Linked DNA regions of Mus musculus: region 2 is linked to region 1. Evidence: chromatin contacts called from public promoter capture Hi-C data. All regions are on one chromosome and are shown on one strand. Each heading gives the region's core, a stretch centred on a gene start, on an enhancer-like site or on the middle of the called end of the contact. The rest is flanking DNA. Distances are from core to core; before and after follow the strand shown.

Region 1 (6,656 bases), core at 3,704-6,203:
GTATTTGCTAATCGATTCAGCCTGAACTGGAGAAAATGGCACTCTAGTTTATCTTATACATTAAGGGTAGAAAATCGCGAACATATCACTTCTTGAAGTAACTGGCTGCATTTTAACTTTGCAAACCCTTTTTTAACCCTAGATCATTACTGTCTAGTTTGCATACTGTTTTATAAAGAAGCTATACAATGTCTTGTCATATTCAGTAACATTTCAAAGACCACAATAATCTAGCATTTTCTTTATCTTTGGCTGGTCTAAGCCAAGTAACTTAAATGTGGGCAGTGCAGCAGATAACAGGAGGCTGAGCTGTTCCAGGATCCTGGTACATACCAAAATTCACACCTTTTTTTCCCTTGCATTAAAAAAAAAAGCCATAATATGTGCATATATGGACATCTTGTATAATTTAAATCATCTCTGGATGCTACCTAACACAATGTACATGCTATCTCTATAAGTAACTATATAGTTGTTTCACGTGTTAAATGTGACTATGACAAGGCAAAAAGTCTGCTTGTGGTCTGGAAATTGTAATTTATTTTTCATGTACTATAAGCCCATGTTAGATGAAATAATGGCCACAGAATTCTGCAGTTATAAAAGATCAACTATTTTTGAAGATTATAAAGCCCTTAGTCCCGAAAATCTAAAAGTTTTTAACAAACTTTAAAAAAGATGGATGGCAAAACTATACAGGTACCCTGCTTCTTCTCAATTATCTTCTCATTATAATTACTATTAATAATCCAGAGCATATGCAAAGAGAAGAAATGATGCAGGAAAACAATCAGTTCATCATTAAGAAAAGGTACACAGAGCTTTGAGAAAGAATCCTGGAGCCCTTAAGGATTCAGCTTAGCTTTACCATAAGCTAGGACCCATACTCTTAGGTAGGAAGTGGGCACTAGATAATGACCTAATTTTGAGAAAATAACAGCAATTTTCTTGAGACTTTCAGATCTGGTCTCCCAAAGTATTCATTATCCTCACAGAGGAAGAATGCTAAACATTTAAACAGTCAGGTGCACAGAACATATTAGACTAAAAAAAAAATTAATAATAGTAGAAAACCATGAAGCAAAAGTCAAAATATCTGAAGTGTGTAAGTATAAAGTAAACTAATTAGGAATATGGTCACTGGCACAGCTAAAGAGAAGGGGCCACAAAACAAACTGTGACCAGTGTATGCCAATTACTTAAAAAAATAAAGTAAAATCTGCACTGTACTAAAAATGAGTAGCTGGCATCTCAGGACTGCTAGTGCAACAGCACCGGGACAGCAAGGGTAAGCAGGCCAACCCCTTGCAAACTTACCTTGCCTGGCCCAATGGACACAGAAGGCCCCAGAAAAGAGAGAAGCGTCTGGCAGTAGCAAATTGTTTTATTTTATCTTTCTGTGGAAAGAAACTAATTTTAAATAAGAACCAGAGCATTAGAGAATAAATATTTTTTAAAGCTCATTATCTAGTTAGAGCAGCTCTACCAAGAAAACAAGAAGGGTTTTGTGCTGCTTAGAGATGGAAAGATACAGAAAAAGAATCAAGAGTTGTCTCTGCATATCCTAGGGAGTTTTAAAGTATTATTATTCGAGAGTAACAGAGCAAAAGAATCTTTTCTATAAGGAACTCCTGCAGGCAGAATCTTTTCAGTTTGGTGCCTTTGAATACAATTTTCTTATCCAAAATTAAGGGCTATATTCCAAATATAAAAGAAAACCACTTAACACTGAGCCATTCTACTCTTTAAAATAAAAAAAGCAAACAAACAAAAAAACACAAGTTCCTGTTTCCCCCTGTAATTTCACCAGTAACTTTAGCCTTCATTGCTCAAACCATCGTCAAACTCAATAGTACTCATTAGCAAAAGAAAATATACAACTGGCTTTCTAAAATATTCTGCTAATCAAAAATTTCATGACTTATCAAGATATTCAACTGGAATAACCCAGCCCACCTAAGAATCAGTGTATTATATAGAACCTAGCATAGGACAGAACTGTTGATGCACCTCAAGCTCTTGTCTTTCTTGACCACTTCTCTAGAAATTCTACCCGTGTTCCTGAGTCATCTTAAAACCTTTTAATCCAATCACTCCTACGAAAAAACGTCCATTTACGATTTGTGCTAGAGATTCAAGGGGCAACGCACAAGTAGGAGTATAGAAGCAATTATCATTCAAAAATTAAGTAGAAAATGAGCTACCTATTTGGCACTGTCCAGGAAAGAATTAGTAATAGAGCAGAAAATCCCTCCGCACCCCAAACAAGAGGAAGATACTCCAAGAATAAAATTCATTCTACATGAAAACCCCAAGTAACTACTATTTTTCTGATGCTAGGCTTTACACATTCACCACGATTATCTTCTGATATATATTTACTCCTAGACCATTAATAATTATAATGCCTGAAATAAAGTCACTAAGTTAAATAGATTAGATGTATACTCTCACTTTAAATTATTTGCTTGGTTTTCCAGATAGGGTTTCTCTGTCTTGGAACTCAGTCTATAGATCCAGGCTGGCCTTGAACTCAGAGATCTAACTGCCACTGCCTCCCAAGTGCTGGGATCAAAGGCGTGCGCCACCACAGCCGGCTTATTTTTTTTAAAGCTTAATTTTGTTGAGGAAGTCAGTTAATTTTTTCTCATACAGTCTTACTACATTCAAAATTTGGTTACAGACATGAGCAATGTAATGTTTTGTCTTGTTTGAAGACATTACGTGGATATAAACTAACCTTTAAAGGGCTGCAAGTACACCACTGACTTACATCTTAAATACATCTCGACACACTCAAACAAAACTAAGCAAGCCAAAGGGAAAGCGTCTTCTTACTTGTCCCATTGGAGGCCCTCCCATAGGGGGCATCATCTGTGGCATCATTCCATGAGGTACAGGAGGCATGTTTGCTCTCTGACCCATAGGGTGCATGCCCATTGGTGCATAATGCATGCCAGGATGCCCCATCTGAAAAATAATAAAAAGGGAGAGTGAGAGACAGTTAAATGCTTCTTTAAAATGTCATTTCAAAAACAACAACTAAAACCCATCAATTAAGGCACAATATTAAATCACTGTGATTAAATTACAGTATTAGCATATACTGAAGTTAATCTTAATTACACTACAGTGATTATTAGATGGGGCCTGAAAATTTACAAAATAATGGAAAAGTTAAACCCATTAGCGGATTACAACCCCTCTCCAATGACTTAACAAACTGTTAAATGACTGGTCAGACTTGGTGACTATGTATTGAATTCCAACTTAAAAAATTATTACGATGAACACAACTTCCGTCACCTTTATACACATAACCAGCTTATACTACTTAAAATTACATTCATATGGACAAGACCTAAAACAGAGTGCGGGTACCCAAGAGTACTTCACAAATGTTTTAATAGAGTTAAACTGTCCCAGACACTAACAAATTCATGCCGTTTTAGGGAGCTTAAAATATAATACTTCCATTGTTCCTGGCTTGAAACTAAGTATCCGCAGCCAATTCTCCCAACCGAATCCCCCAAGCCCTGCAAATCACCACCACTCCCGGAGAAATAAGACCGCAGCAGCCGCTCCTTAAGTCCCACAGACTTAAGTGTCCCTACTGTAAGTCAAGCCTGGGGCTCTCAGATGCACAGTCCGCCCGGGGCCCAGCACCTTCCTTCTTCCTAAGGCATCTATCTACCTAGGCCAAGACCACTGGCAAGTCCAAGGTCCCACCTATTTCTTTGTGTGTTCCCGCCCTCCATCTCTCCCCCTTGGGACGTAGCCCACCATCTGCAGCTCTCTTCCTGATATGCTCTTCTCCGTTTGGAGAGAGCTTCCTGTTTCTCTGACTCGGTTTTTCATTGTGCCGCTTTCCCCTACCCCGCCGATCCCTTACCGAGGGCCGTCTCCTCAGGAAGCCGTCAGCAGAGACCCAAGAACTGGAGCACAGGTTTGAGCCGGACAATCTCCGCTCCCCGTCCCCGGGACCCCGCGAGGGAGGTTGGCTCTCCATTTCACTCACCATGAGGCCTCCACGCTCGGCTCCAGTCCCCGGCCTCATCGTCGGGCTCAGACTGCTCCGTCGGCGGCCACTGCCGCTGCACATACCAACAAGAAGCGATCTGAGTGGCTGGCGCCCGCCGGGGCCAAAGGGTAAAGGCTGCCCTGAGCTGCGGGGCGGGATCAGCGGGGCCAATAAACTGACAGGCTTCCCTACTGTCCAATCAGAGCGCGAGACCGACAGGCAGCTCTGCGGCGATTCGCCCCCTGCCTCGCTCGGCGTCGCCTGCATGGAGGGGGGGGGAGGGGGGACGGAGGAAGTTTCTGCGTCGAGTGCTCTGCCGGGGAAACTCTACCAACTTCCCCCAGGAAAGGGGACACGGCGGGGACCCAGATTCCCGGGTTCGGGCCACCGCACCCCGTCGGGGGGTGGGGCAGTGGCGTCCAGCCCCTCGCCCTAGTTACGTTCGCCCCACAAACCTGAGGCCACCAGGGGTGGGGTGGGGGTGGGGCGGGGGAAGCGGCACCCGGCGTTAGCGGCCTAGTGCGCGCGCGCGCGGTTGCCCTGGGGAGGGGGTCGTGCCTTTGGGGGTGGGGGGGAGAAACTCGAGAGCTGCGCGCGCGCCCGGCATAGTGAAGGGCGGAGGCGCGAACTGTATCTGGCGGGGAGCGGTAAAGACAGAGATCTCTCGCCCGAGGGAGGAAGCGACTGGCGGTTAGGAAGGCGCGGAACTGCGGTCATGGGGCTCGAGAGGTGCGTGCCCACAGGACCCGAAAGGGTGGAATAAATGAGAGTGTTGTCGCGGCGGGCCATGGGCGCGCGCTCCCACGGCGCCTCCGGAAGCGGAGTCCCCGGGTAACCCGCTCTTGCACTCCCCTACGGTTCTGCGCGCGGTGGTTGGGTCCGCCGACGGCCGTCTCTGATTGGCTGTAGCCGGGGCGGGGCGTGGCGGTGGTGGACAGCCGACCTTCGCGGGACTCTCAGTCTTTCCCGCCATGTCGTTCGTGGAGAGTTGGAGGTTTGCGGGCGCGCGGAGGCGCCGTCAGGTTACCCCAGGCCCTGCGACTCGGCCCGGGTATTCCGACTACACTCAGGGGGACAGCTGGGGTGAGGGCGAAGGCGACGAAGACGAGGGATGCGACCAAGTGGCCCGCGACTTGCGGGCAGAGTTCTCAGCCAGGGCGTCGTCGGAGACCAAGAGGGCCCCGCTACTCCCCCGGGTCGGGGACGGGTCTCCGGTCCTGCCGGATAAGCGCAACGGCATCTTCCCGGCCACTGCGGCCAAGCGAACCCAGGCTCGGCGGTGGCCCATCCAAGCCCTTTCCATTCTCTGTTCGCTGCTGTTCGCCGTCCTCCTTGCTTTCCTTCTCGCCATCGCCTACATGATCGTTAAAGGTATTGAAGCCCAGGCCTTGAAAGGCTGTCCAGCGTAAAGTGCAGCCAGTACATCACACGCCCCCATTCACACTCTCCTCCCAAAGCGTTCCCTCGAGACTGCTATCGTCCCTTTTGTCTTCTCTCCCTAGATGGACGTCCTTGCTCCGTCATGAGACCCATTTAGAAAAGATCTTTGGCTAAATCTACAGTCTTTAATGCCGTAAAGGCATTGAACACTTTGAGTTGAAACAGCAGAGCCCCTTACTTTTAAAAGGATCAAAAAAGTACGTGTAAGAAAGTACTGCTGTACGTCCTAAGGCTGATGTTAAGAGACATGCTGGGTTTGCACTGTTCTCTGAACCTAGGACAAGGATCCCCACCCCCACCCCATCCCAAGTTTCTACTTTTCTCTCTCTCTCTCTCTTTCTTTCTTTTTTTCTTTTTTGAGACAGGGTTTCTCTGTATAGACCTGGCTGTCCTGGAACTCACTTTGTAGACCAAACTGGCTGGCTTTCTTTCTTTCTTTTTTTTTTTTAATATTCTTTTTTAAAAATTTTTATTAGATATTTTCTTCATTTACATTTTAAATGCTATCCTGAAAGCCCCCTATACTCCCCCCCCCCCCGCCCTCTCGCCCTGCCCCCCTACCCACCCACTCCCACTACTTGGCCCTGGCATTCCCCTGTACTGGGGTATATAAAGTTTACAAGACTAAGGGGCCTCTCTTGCCAATGATGGCCGACTAGGCCATCTTTTGATACATATGCAGCTAGAGTCAAGAACTCCGGGGTGCTGGTTAGTTCATATTGCTGTTCCACCTATAGGGTTGCAGTTCCCATTAGCTCCTTGGGTACTTTCTCTAGCTCCTCCATTGGGAGCCCTGTGATCCATCCAATAGCTGACTGTGAGCATCCACTACTGTATTTGCCATGGCCTTGATTTCTGAGTTCAGAAACCCGCCTGCTTCTGCCTCCCAAGTGCTGGGATTAAAGACACATCACCACGGCTTGGCTAAGTTTCTACTTTTATAGGCAAAAATGGTTTTTCTATTTTTCCCTTGTAATCAGGTAGAGTTATTTCAGGACAAGCCTATTCTACTGTGTCAGAAATTGACATATTGTCCAAATAGCAATGCTCAGAAAGACCCTCTTCCCCCATTTGAATTTGTTGTATGATTTAGTATTTATTGTAGTAGAAAGAGATTTTAATTCAGTTAGTGCTGACTTTGCCAATTCTTGAGAAATAGAAACATGAAAACTATTTTGTATTAAAAGGATTCAAC
Region 2 (6,331 bases), core at 2,727-5,226, 6.0 Mb after region 1:
CCAGCAGCCAGATCTAGAAAGAGAGTGCACATACTCTCTGCTCAAATAGGCCATTTGCACTTCAGTGGCTCCTCTGGTTGGCTGGCAAAGGTTTGTCTCCTCTAGGAGAGCGTGGGATTGGGGGTGTCTCCGCTTCTTTCCTATTGCTGTTATAAAATACCCTACAAGAGCAACTGAGGGGAAAGGGGGTTGTCCTGACTCATGGTTTCAGGTTATAGTTCAAATATGGGAAGTGACAGAAGCAGGTGCCCCAGAGAGCAGATAGGACGTCCAGTCAAGGAGGAGAGCTTGTCACCGCCACCCGCTTCATTTAGTGTAGGGCCCAGCCCCGGAGATAGTACAGCCCTACTTTCAAGGTAGCTCTTACCACGTCCTTACAGGAGGCTGACTTCCAACTAGGACAACTATGTTTTTATGGGATTCCTGAGCGTACAAACAAGTGGGCCTCTGGTTCCTGTGCCTTCTCTAGGGCTCTTTTCATTTGTTGGTTTGCCTTGTCCAACTTCAATGTGATAGTTTTCATCTTGTTATATTTAAGTTTGTTATACTAAAAAAATGAATGAACGAATGAAAACCTAGCCAATAGAATAAAGGTTAACAACCTAACTGTCAGTTGTACCTGCTGGGAGAGGGAAAATCAGTTTTCTCTAATGGAGTAATACTCCATTAGAGTGTCAGTTCTGCCAAGGAAGCTCTCGTGTTCAGGAGTAGTTGACTAGTATATGATGAACTCCACAGTAGTTTTTTTCTTTTTTCTTTTCTTTTCTTTCTCTCTTTCTTTTTTATGAATGCTTTTATTCGGTTAGAGTTTTGGTGCTGTGTTTTTTTGGTGGGGAGGGGAGTTCATCTTCTTGGTTTGGGAGAGTTCTGCATTTTGTTTTTGTTTATGTTTGAGAAAGAAATTAAAGTTGGGTGAGTATGGAGGGAAAGAAAATCTGGGATAACTTGAAGGAGGAAAAGAACATAATGAAAATACATTTAAATTTAATAATTAAATTATTAAATTAATTTTGTCAAATATTTTAATAGATAATATATTTACATATTTTATGTATTGTATACATGTTAGTTATATATAAAATTGATATGAAATACTATTAATAAAATAAATTGTTTATTAATTAAATAATTACTTAAGAAAATGATTAAATAGTAAAATGTCGAAAAATAATTAAGTTCTACAATCAGCATGTCAGAGGTAGCCATGATTTCTTGCTTACTGATGCTATAACACTGGTAAGTTTGTTTGACTAATATTTCTCATTTTAAATGTGATAAGTCTCTGTGAATGTCTTATAGTGGATACATTTATTCGTATTTAAATAGTCTCTTCTGTTTATATATATATATATATATTTTTAAAAAAACCCTACCTTCCCAAGTAATTCCAAATACTGCCAAGTTAAAAACTTGGTTTTCATTTGTTTGTTTGAGTGAGGGTTTCATGAAGCCAAGGCTGTCCTGAAACTTACTATGTGTAAAAAAGTGAAGGATGAACTTCTGAGCTAGAGCCTCTGCCTCCCAAGTGCTGCAATTATAGGCATGTAACCTACTCCTGGTCCAAAGGACACTGTTAGGTGAGAGAACTCAGTTGGCAAAGCCAGCTGAGATTCTGTGGGCAGAGGGTGTGACCTTTGGAACAATTTCAGTTGTACTCAGGGTCAAAGCAACAGGTATGAAAAAGCAGAGTTCTTCCTGTACACTGCTTCTGGGAAAGGAAAGGCCAGCATATAAAGAGGGAGGCTAAGCAGAAAAAACCAGATATTTGGGAGCCTACGGGAGAAGCTCGGGGGGGGGGGGGGAGAGCATATAAAAGGCACCCTGAGAAAGTATAAGCAACAGAGAAAAGTCCTGTTGGTGAGAGTACTGTTGTGCGCTTGGTTGCACAGTGGGAGTTGAGCAGATAAGAGGGCCAGGACCCAGGGCCTCTCATCAGATTCCCAGAATCTTAAGATCTCCTGCAAAGTGGAGGGATCCTCAGGAAGACAGACTTGACATCAGAAACGAGGCAGATGTGGGAGGGGCTCTCTAGGAGAAGTTAAGAAAAACATTTCTCCACTAAATGTAAAAAGTAATACTGAATGACAAATGAGTTAGGGGACATCCATTATTCTTGATGGGTTTCAGCAACATTTTATTCACTGACAATGGAAATGACATGTAGGTTGCACATATAAAAACAATAGAAAATTATTTGACAGATATGCGTTTTGAGAAAGATACAAAAGAAAATAATTTTTAGAGTAAAACCAAAATTGTTTTTTTTCCCCCTTCCTTCTATGAAGGACGAAAAAAAGAGACCCATTTTCTCCTTTGAGTAGGCAAATATTACATTCATTTAGTATTACTTAAATTAAGAACAAACAAATTATTGGTATCTTGACTATACATTTAAAATATCTTACTTATCTTTTCATTTTAACTTTTTCCATTCGATGAACAAACACACAATAGCAAGAAAACAACAACAAACACAAGAAAAACTCAAAAGCAGGCAATTTTCCTAATGACAAGCCATGAGATATCTTTTCCTCCAACCTTAATGTTTGCTTCTAAAATATTTAAGTGGTACATCCACATGCTCATGCATTTTGTTCTACAGTCCAATCCTGCACGGAACTGTCAATTAAAATCAAGTTTACAATAAGTACCAAGGAGATTCATTTTCCAAGCAAGTTGCCATATTAACATTTCTTAGGCTATATTTTATAGCATAAAAGCCAAAACATGCCACCCAATTAAAATTCAGAATGTAAATTAGATATATAGAGCTTGCATACACAATAATCTGCTTCTCACAACAAAATATTTGTAATGTAAAATTCCTATCAGCTTTCCCCACAAAATATAACAAGGAAAATTAATATCCCTTATTGTGAAGGGAGATAGTATAATATTTTTTTCTTTTTACTAAAGAGGATATTATGAAAATAACAAAGCCACCAAAAGAAGAAACATGAATACATCGGTGGCTATATGCTAGAGTGGTACTATTTTTAAAATATGTTATGAAGCAATATCATGTGTAAAAGTTCCAGATTAATAGCTACCATCTAATTATGAACATCACTCATCAAAAATAATTAGCACGAGCAAACTAGCACAAAATGATTTAAAATGAAAGTAGAGCACTCATTATTAAAGGTCAAGATTTGGGTGCGAATGCTCCCCTGTCCCAATTCATCATTTCCTTACCGATTTTAGTATTAATCTGGAAAACTGCCAGAAAGCAAAAATCCATCATTTGTAATCTATTTTTTTCTTTTTGAGAAATCATTGGGATGAATTCTGGCACTTCTCCAGCCTCAGACAAACTGGGAAGAGCATGCACCTGCCAAGCTCAGCACAGAAAGCACATAGTCCAAGAGGGAGGGGCGGAGGAGAGATCAGACTTGCTGTTTTGGGAAGCAGAGAACTCATTCTGTTGCGGGCTGGTCCTTTAGTACAACCCCACTCAGTTTCCTTACCAAAATACCACGTGCAAGAAATCCTGTTTTCGTTGGGAGGGGTTATAGGCTGGAAGAACCAAAAATCAGAGGAAATGTAGACTCAGGGAAGGGGGAGTGGTTGGAGAAAGAATTCAAGTGACCCTGTGACGTCAGGAAGAAGCAGAGATTTAAGGAATGGAGTGGAAACTCACCGGGCTGCACAGATCTCAAAGGTCAAAATGCATATAGCCTCGCATGCTCCCCAGATGCAGGAAAAATGAAACGCCCACTCCTGAGCTTTCAATGTAAAGTAGAAGTCCGGGGGCTCAGTTGTTTCTGCCTTTGACGCTGGGGACAAGCCCTACCATGCAGAGTCTTGGCAATACTCAAAAGCAAGACCCGCCCGATTTCAGAGCCCTCTCCCGGGAATCCCCTAATACTCCTTCCCCCCACCCCCTCCCGCGCCGGAGGCTACAGACACCTTCATCTTCACTCCCCACCTTCTCCTGGCCCTCTAGCTCTTAACAGCATCGGTCTCCATGGCGACCTGAAACCGCAGCTCCCATTGGCTCGTTCAATATGAGGGCCGGGCCAATGGGGAGGGCCGGCCCTCTCCTTCCGCCCAATGGGGCGGGCGCGGAGCCTGTCTGGGGACGGCAGCGTGCTGACGTTCCCGGGTGCCGGGACTGGCCGGGCGGGCGGGCGGGCTGGCGGCGGGGCGGCGGCCTCTGAGCAGTCTAGAGGGCTCCGGGGCTGAGTGCGCGTGGACGCCGGCCGCGGCGGCGGCACTATGGGCACGGGGTAGAGGCGAGCTGCCGCCGCCACCGGGGTGGTGGGAGAGCCTCTTCGGGGGAGGGGGCGGGAGGGGAGGGAGGGGAGGGCAGCGGCGAGGCTGCCGCACTTCGGCCAGTTTGCTCCGGTGCCGCAGCGGCGACCCTTCGGCGTGGATGTCCCTGGTCCCTGGAGCGACGACGGCCTCCGCCTGAGCTGGAAAGTAAGTGCGCGGGGCTGGCGGGAGGGCTCGGGGCTCTGGGGTGCTAGCTGCCCAGAGCGCGTCGAGCCGGGACCTGGCGGCGGCCAGGCGCCCCCCGCGGCTCCCTGGCTCGGATCTCTCGGTCCCCGCCGCGTGCTCCGCCATCCCGCCCGCCTCTCCCCTCCCCCCGGCGGCGCACAACTTTGCCCCGCACAGCTCGGCGCGGCCGCTTTTCCTCCCGCACCGCGCCACCGCTTCTCGAACTTGAGCCCCGAGGCTCCCGCGCGCCGTCGTGCCCGGGACCGGCCGTCTGTGTGTCCGTCCCTCGCTCCACCGAAGCAACCGCCAGCCGTGCCTCCCACGCTCGCCCGGCGTGTCGCCCGGGCCCCCAGAGCAGCGCTGGTGCCCGTGACGACCGCCCGGAGGGTCCAGGGCTCCCAGCTTGCAGCTGCAAACCGCACGCTCCTCCCTAGCGGGCGCCCCAGCCTTAAGGCTCCAGGCTGCCCTCCCGCGCCGCACTGCCTCCTCGCGCTGCCAGGAGTTAGAGCGAGCAGCTGCACCCAACGGAGGGTCGTGGGTCCCTGTCCCCTCTTACTCCTTGGGAAACGAGAGGGCGAGCGGCGGGACCGGGTTTTGGCGGCATAGTGACTGAGTGCGACACCCGGCGAGCGCGGGCAGCGGAGGCGCCGCGGTTGCTCCGGGCGCCGCGATAGGCAGGTGTGTGCGTCCAACGGGCGACGCGCGCTGCCAGCTTGTAGGCTGGCGACAGATTGTGCTGGAATGCAAGGAATGCACCAGGGACAGAGTCCGCACGGGCCGCGGCCGCACTAGCGCCTTCCCGGCCCTGATCTCGCCGCGTAGCCAGAGGTCACGGCGCATCTTCAGAGCTGGTAAGCCTCGTTCACTCTCCTGCCTCCGCTTCTCTCCCTGCGGCAGAGGGCGGTGGAGAGGGAAGCGCGGTAGTTTTCTTGGGGCTCCAGCCTATGGTTCTGGATTTTTTGCTGCATTGGTCTCCAGGACCGTGAATTTAGGTGTCAGTGTACCCAAGGTTATTATTGATCGTTGCAGAAGGCTCTTGGCAAGTTTGCTTTTGCAAGATTTGGATAGTGCGTGGTTTTTTTTTTTTTTTTTTTTTTTAACCAGGGTTTTCTGAATACCAGCAGAGACAGGGCCGAATGTTCTTGAGTAAGCTTGCAGCCAACATCTTTTAGCTGTATCAGAAAATGTCTTTTAGTGCTCCAGGTCCGGGGTGTATTGCAAGAGATCTTGAATGCATCACTGCTGTCATGAGGATCGGAATATTTTCCATCGTCATACTGGGCTGTGTTTAGGCCTCGTATAATACATAATGAATAGTAACAGAGCAGCAGTGTTTGGCCAGCGATGGGACAGATAGAACTGTCTGGTACAGTTAAATTCGGGGCGTGTAAGTTACCACTGCAAGTAACCCGGGGACATCACAGTCATGTATATTTCAATATGTAATTTATTAGTGGAAAGCGCCATTTCTTTCTTTGTCACTCAGTTTAACTGAATAAAAAGCACAGTCCTACAACTTATAAAGATTGGTAAATATGTATAAAATTGGTAACGACTAGTATACATTTCCTTCCTTTCTTCCTTCCTTCCTTTCTTTCTTTCTTTCTTTCTTTCTTTCTTTCTTTCCTAAATTAATACAGAAAAGCAAAATTTTGACAGATGCTCTCCCAGAACCAGGGTTAGGTTTTTGCTTTTGAGAAAGTAGAAGAAATTGTCTCTTTTTAAATGGAGTATATCCCATGGAGCATTTCTGATACCTAAGAAACAGTTGTGGGAAATGGTATGGTGAAAGCAAGAACAATGTCTGGAGGAAGTGTTTCTGGCTGAAGGCATACGGTGTGTGCTTCCATTCCACAGTCTGCTTTGAAGGTTGCTGGCACTAGACAACCTT

The links. Promoter capture Hi-C pulls out the DNA fragments that hold promoters and counts their contacts.
Region 2: a contact with region 1 is called in a promoter capture Hi-C map of frontonasal cranial neural crest. The contact joins the promoter of Ccdc148 here to the promoter of Arl6ip6 in region 1.

The regions. Positions count from the first base shown.
Region 1 is chr2:53,187,131-53,193,786 of GRCm38.p6, forward strand. Arl6ip6 (ADP-ribosylation factor-like 6 interacting protein 6) reads left to right here and starts at 4,954. Exons shown (of 4, transcript NM_022989.4): 1 at 4,954-5,392. The coding sequence starts at 4,993. Prpf40a (pre-mRNA processing factor 40A) reads right to left here and starts at 4,124. Exons shown (of 26, transcript NM_018785.3): 1 at 3,893-4,124; 2 at 2,839-2,970. The coding sequence starts at 4,102.
Region 2 is chr2:59,156,707-59,163,037 of GRCm38.p6, forward strand. It overlaps Ccdc148 (coiled-coil domain containing 148), which reads right to left and starts at 3,977. Exons shown (of 15, transcript NM_001372501.1): 1 at 3,641-3,977. It overlaps Pkp4 (plakophilin 4), which reads left to right and starts at 4,144. Exons shown (of 22, transcript NM_026361.2): 1 at 4,144-4,422.